2 separate regions of the Mus musculus genome follow, and region 2 is linked to region 1. A link is a contact called in public ChIA-PET data. All regions are on one chromosome and are shown on one strand. The core of a region is the stretch at or near the end of the contact, and the rest is flanking DNA. Distances in the headings are between cores, read along the strand shown.

Region 1 (2,860 bases), core at 274-2,773:
AACTAAGTTATTTATCAACAAAATTATTTGAATCAACTATAGTTTACAATGCAATCCCTTAAAATGACTCAAAATAATGTCTATTCAAACACAATAATGATACATTTGGTAATGTTACAATAATTACTTCCAGAAATGTTACAAATTAAGACAGAAAGTACATGCACTGTAAAATGTACTAAAATGTTATTGGCAGTTATCACTCCTTAATCAGATTATTGTTGAGTTCTGGGCAACATGTGTTTTCTTTCTTAACATGGTTTCTTTTAGATGACTACAACTTTCAGATAAGAAATTTAGGTAACATCCAGAAGGAAGCTATTTTCGTTTCTACAATGAAATAAAGTGTTTGTTGCTATGAAATAAATATATTTTGTGTCTCTTTTAGATCTAGCTCCTGGAGGTTCTGACGATTGGATCTATGATTTGGGCATCAAATATTCGTTTACAATTGAGCTCCGAGATACAGGCAGATACGGATTCTTGCTGCCTGAGAGATACATCAAACCCACTTGTGCAGAAGCTTTGGCCGCCATCTCTAAAATAGTTTGGCATGTCATCAGGAACACTTAATGCCCTAACCTCCGCTCTCATTATTTTTATTTTATTGATTTCAGCAACACTTAACTGTTGCATTAGCTTCTAAGTTGAATCAGTTTCCTTGGTTTTGTTGAAGAATAAAAAGCACACTACTTTGAGCTTAAGAGTGAAAATGGCCCCCTGTGTATTTTAACATTTTTATTTTTATTATTTTTATTCTAAGAGGTTAGCTACTGGTCCCACCCCACCGTCCCTTGATTTATGATGAACAGCTATCTTAAGCAGTTTTAAGATGTACTGTGTGTGTGGTGGGGCGTGAGGGTGTGAGTTTAAGCACCAGGTTTATGCTGGACCCCCATCAGAGGCCAGAAGAAAATGGGGAACCGCTGTTACTGAAGGTTACAGAAGGTGGTCAGCAGTCACGTGGGGGATGGGAGTCAAACCTGGTCTCTGAAAGAGCTGCAACCGCTTTTAACGGCTGGAGCCATCTCTCCAGCTCCTCCTAAGCAACTTTTACCCTAAATCTACGGAGATCATTGGATCCAAGCAGGAAAAGCAAAGGCACTCTGTAGCACCTCAAGGGTTTGCACCCTAAAATTTTAATCAGTCTCTGCTCTTGTTCTTGAAAACGCAATCCGTGCATTTCTGCTCCAGCTTCAGGCCCAGGCGGGGGACGGGCGGTTGTCAAAATCTGCAGCTTCGAAACGCACCAGGCTGGTGGTTACTGCCGAAACAAAGTAGCACTTTATGCGATGGAAAACGGTGAAAACCAGAATCTCAGTCAACTGAGAATCTCCGTCCTCCCACGCTGACTCCGTGTCCCCAGACCTTAGTAAACAGGCGTCAGGAACACACTCCGCACTGCCCTCGCGTCGGACGCGAGGGGGCGTGGTCTGAGAGGGGCGGGGCTTACTCGATGACGACTAATCTGGGGGCCGGAAGCTGCCTTGCCTGCGGAGGAGTCGGGCAAACTCGCGACTTCCGTCGGCTTTTAGATGCTGCCAGTGTAGCGGCCAGGCAGAGTTGTGGTCTTAGCGTTGCTCTGCAGTGGCTTCTGTGCGTCTCTCGTCTCGTGTCCGGAGCTCTCCAGAGCTGGGAGAAGATCCGGGCGGCTCCGCTGCTCCCTGTTCCCGGCGTCCGCCCCGCTTGAGGAGGGCCGGCCCCTGGGAGCCGCGCGTGCACGTCCTCTTGGTCGTCCTCCCGGGGCCGGGCGCGGGGACAGCCGGAGCTGAGGCGTCAGGGACGTCCTGAAGACTGCGCTTACAAGGGTGCTTGGAGAGGAGGTAAGCGTTCGGGGAGCGGATGGGAAGAGGCGTTGGACCCGGCTCGTGTGGGCGTCCTGCGCTGTGGCCTCCATCCTCGCTCGCCTTGTTCTGTGCTGCTTGTGTTTCTGAACGCTGTTTGAGCATCCCACCCTTGACTCTGCAGAGGCTCTTGGTGTTAGATCTGGCTGTTGCTCCAGTTGTGATTCTGCAGTCTGTGTCAGGAAGCAGGCGGACTCGGATACCGTGGTGTGGTGGTCGCATTTGTGTGTGGTGAAAGGATGCAGCAGTTGTGTTTCTTGGATTTAGAGTTGCCTTCTTCACGTATTCCAGATCTATTGAAGAAAGGAGAGTCCTTTTGATTGTTCCTGGTCTTGCTTATTTCCCGGCTGCAGTAAATACTATTGGGAGTGTAGGAGTACTGTTTTATCTTTATACTCCCAGGCAACGGGAAGCTGGAACGAAAGGAGAAGATATATCTGGCAGTATCACTTGCTAAGCAGGTTGACATTTATGTGGCTGGAAAAGTATTCAGAGTTGAAGAAAATACTTGGATGATATTGGTAGGATCTTGCTTGTGAGAGGCAGTATCTTAAGTTAATTCGTTTTATTAGGAGTCTTCAGATAATTTGAACTCTTTCAGTTATGGGCGTGCACAGTCTCTCCTGGTTTGTGAATTTCAAAAAAAAATAATTTGAAAAGGTTGGACCTTTAAGTTTGGCATTTAAGGGTTTAAAAGTCTGTGATATGTTTATTTAGTTAGTCCAGATCACTATGCGGCTCTGCCTATATGCTTAGTTTTGCTATGTAGTACTTAACATTACTAGCTTTAGAATCCAAACAACAATATTTCGCAACACAGACGTATAAATTTTTAAATAACCTCCAACTTCTTAGTTAGATTATATCAGATGACAGTTTCATCTGGAGACTTAGCAAGCTGATGTAGGAATGTCACAATTTCTGTGCAAACGGTTGTGCCCTGAAACTTGAGTTTCAGTGTGAGCATCTGGTAGGATGTAGTTGATACCAACACATAGGGGGTGACTCAGATACCT
Region 2 (3,117 bases), core at 380-2,879, 34 kb after region 1:
TCAGTAGTCTTTTGCCATTTTGCTTAGATTTATTCCTAAGTATATTATTTTGTATGCACTATAATATGTTTTCCTAATTTTCTTTTAAGATTAGTTCATTGTAGTGTGCAGAGATAGAGCTGATGTTTCACATTATTTCTTCTACAGTTTTACCAAACTCATTTATTGTAAGAGAATTTTATTATGTCTTTGTAGAATCAAGGTTTCCTACATACAAGATACTATCATCTACAAATATTTTTACTTTTTTCTTTTCCATTTGATGACATTTTTTTTTTGGCTTAATTGCTGTGGCTACGATTTTACATACTACATTGAATAAGAAGGGCATCTTTGTCAGTGTCTTATAGAGAAATCTTCAGTTTCTCTTTGTTCAGTGATGTATTAACTGTAAGCTTTTCATAAATGGCTTATTGGTTATCATCATTTGAGACAGGGTAAAACTATGTAACTCTAGCTGGCTTGGAACTTGCTGTGTAGGCTAGGGTGGCCTTAAACTCTGTCTCCTGAGTGCTGGGATTAAAGGCATGTGCTACCATGTTCAGCTCTACTGAGGACTAGTAAATGGTTTTGAATTTTCTCAGATGTTTTGTGTATTAGTATCCTTGTATGATTGTTTTCCTTATCTTAGTTCTTGTAGTATATTGTATTAGTCATTTTTCAAGATGTCAGCCACTCTTGCTTTCCAGGAATAAATGCATGTAGTCATGGTATGTGTACATTTAACATACTGTTCAAATTACTTTGCTAGTACTTTGTTGAAGATTTTTGTATCTGTATTCATTATCTTCTTGCTTTATAAAATTTGTAAAATACAAATTTGATGAGAGCCAGATTTATTCTTGATCAGTTTTCAGATTCTTTAAATTTAATTATTCCCTTGAAAAAGTATGATTCTTTACAGAGCTCTGTCTCTCCCTCCCCCCGCCCCAACACTTGGAATTGGTATGGTCTTCAAACATGAGGTCAGTTTTCAAGTGCCAACAAAACGCGATATGGGTGCACATGTCTGCAACCTCACCATTGTAGGGTGGAGAGAGACAGGTCCTGAGAGCTCTCTAGCAGATGCAGTGACTCCTCATTCATTGAGAGCCTTCCTTCTGAAGGCAGCAAGGCGGGGATTGATAGAGAAAGTTACCCAACATCCTACTCTGGCCTCCTCATGCATCCCCTTTCTAAAGAAGGATTTTATATAGGAACTAAAGGAAAGTCACAGGAAAGGCTACAACACTCACTTTCCATGACAGATGTGAACTTCTTAAAGAGTCAGTCTTTTCTTTTTGGGTTTTAGTGTAATCAAGATATTGACGTTACAGGAACAGGACAGACATTTTACTTGGCTCTGCTTCTATATAAGGTACTAAGCTAGTTACTTGTTCTCTTAACATTTTTTTCAGCTGCAAAATATGTATAATAGACTTCATTGGGTTTGAATCAGGATTAAATGAAGGGATAATTCTTAAAACTAAACTAAAAATGTTCAAAAAGTACAAACATTCCATTTTCTACCAGAATGCCAGAAACTTGGGATTATGCTCTAGTATTGGGTGGATTCTTATCTCCTGTTCTCAGTGGAAATGCTTGTGCCATTTACTGTGTCCTAGAGAGATCCACCTTCATTGGTCAGTGCACACCTTTTATATAAGCAGTGCGTATGAGGATTGGGGTTCAGTCAGGCTCTCAGCCATGCCTGCCACTTCCTGTCTTGTGGTCTTTTTGTTTTCAAAACAAAATGATTCTTGGTCATTGTTGCTGCTGGTGCCTCTTCCTTTGGGGGAGGGGAGGCGAGGGAGGTTGGGTTAGGGGAGAGACTGGATCTCTGTTATGTAGCTCTGGCTGTCCTGGAACTCATTCTGTAGACTAGGCTGGCCTGGAACTCACAGAGATCTACCTCTGTCTCTGCCTCCCAAGTGCTGAGATTAAAGGCATGGACTACCATGCCTGGCTAGTCATTGACTTTTAAAGTAGTAGCAGAGAGAAAAATGTAAGGATTTTTAAACCAGCATTTTTCTGAAGTTTAAAGGGGTATATGAGAAGAAAATATGGTTAAAATGATAAAGCCATTATTTGGCAAGAGATTAGTGTTCTGACCTGAATTGTAGTTTTTCTTCCATGATGTAGGCACCAATATCTGATAGATGGAAATGGACTATAATGTCTTTAAAGATAGTGTGAGCTGGGCGTGGTAGCGCACGGCTTTAATCCCAGCACTCGGGAGGCAGAGGCAGGCGGATTTCTGAGTTCGAGGCCAGCCTGGTCTACAAAGTGAGTTCCAGGATAGCCAGGGCTATACAGAGAGCTATACAGAGAAACCCTGTCTCAAGAAAACAAAACAAAACAAAAAAAGATAGTGTGGATTAATTAATACTATAGATGTGTGTGTGAGTGTGTGTGTATGTTCTTTGAGCCAGTCATCAAAGAATTTTATAGGTGACCTTGAATCAGTCTTTTTCCTTATTTTTAAAAAATTTTTCTCTCATACATTACATTCCAGCCTCAGTTTCCCCTCCCTCCACTTCTTCCACCTTCCCTCTCCCCTAGGTTCATTCCTCTTCCATTGCCTCTTAGAGGTGCCCACCAAAGATGGCATAACAAGTTACAATAAGACAAGGCACAAACTGTCATATCTAGGGTGGATGAAGCAGTGCAGCAGGAAAAAAAGGTCCCAAGTTCAGGCTAAAGTCAGAGATACCCATCCCACTCCCGCTGATGGGAGTCCCACTAGAATAGAGTGATATACAACCATAGGTATATACAGAGAACCTGGCTCAGACCCATTCAGGGTTGGTGTTTGTCGCTTCAGTCTTTAGTTGGTTCTGTGGCTGTGTTCTCATGGTGTCCTTGACTTCTCTGGCTCCTACAGTCCTTCCTGTCCCTCTTTTGCAAAGGTTTCTCTGCTTTGCCTAGTGTTTGGGCCTGGCGGGTCTCTACATCTGCTCCCATCAGTTGCTGGATGACACTCTCTGATGACAATTGGGCTAAGCACCAGTCTATGAGTATAATAGAAAATAATTTAAAATATCTTGGAATAACTCTAACCAAGCAAGAAACTTCAAATCTTTAACTTATGTTAAAAACTTGAATCAGTTTATTGCACGATATACATGTCTTAAATGA

The links. ChIA-PET counts read pairs in DNA pulled down with a chosen protein or histone mark.
Region 2: a contact with region 1 is called in an RNA polymerase II ChIA-PET map of memory CD8 T cells, with 281 read pairs. The contact joins the enhancer-like site here to the promoter of Zc3h13 in region 1. A contact is called at or near these places in 1 of 39 promoter capture datasets (macrophages), 1 of 15 datasets of contacts at CTCF or cohesin (CD8 T cells), 7 of 484 Hi-C or Micro-C datasets (the AML12 cell line, CD8 central memory T cells, embryonic stem cells and 4 more), 8 of 115 datasets of contacts at active chromatin or transcription factors (the HPC-7 cell line, the SCID.adh cell line, embryonic stem cells and 1 more) and 3 of 9 other capture datasets (adipose tissue, liver and pancreatic islet).

Annotation. Positions count from the first base shown.
Region 1 is chr14:75,282,843-75,285,702 of GRCm38.p6, forward strand. It overlaps Zc3h13 (zinc finger CCCH type containing 13), which reads left to right and starts at 1,524. Exons shown (of 19, transcript NM_001359875.1): 1 at 1,524-1,823. It overlaps Cpb2 (carboxypeptidase B2 (plasma)), which reads left to right. Exons shown (of 11, transcript NM_019775.3): 11 at 389-713. The coding sequence ends at 573.
Region 2 is chr14:75,317,227-75,320,343 of GRCm38.p6, forward strand. The region is part of intron 8 of Zc3h13 (zinc finger CCCH type containing 13); the gene reads left to right. Among named protein-coding and RNA genes, the nearest start is that of Zc3h13, 34 kb to the left of the region's middle. Within about 2 kb of position 1,630, at least 24 of the 459 cell types and tissues checked have an H3K27ac peak or open chromatin away from gene starts, as enhancers often do. A contact at or near this core is called in CD8 T cells, CD8 central memory T cells, the HPC-7 cell line and 2 more, where this site is marked.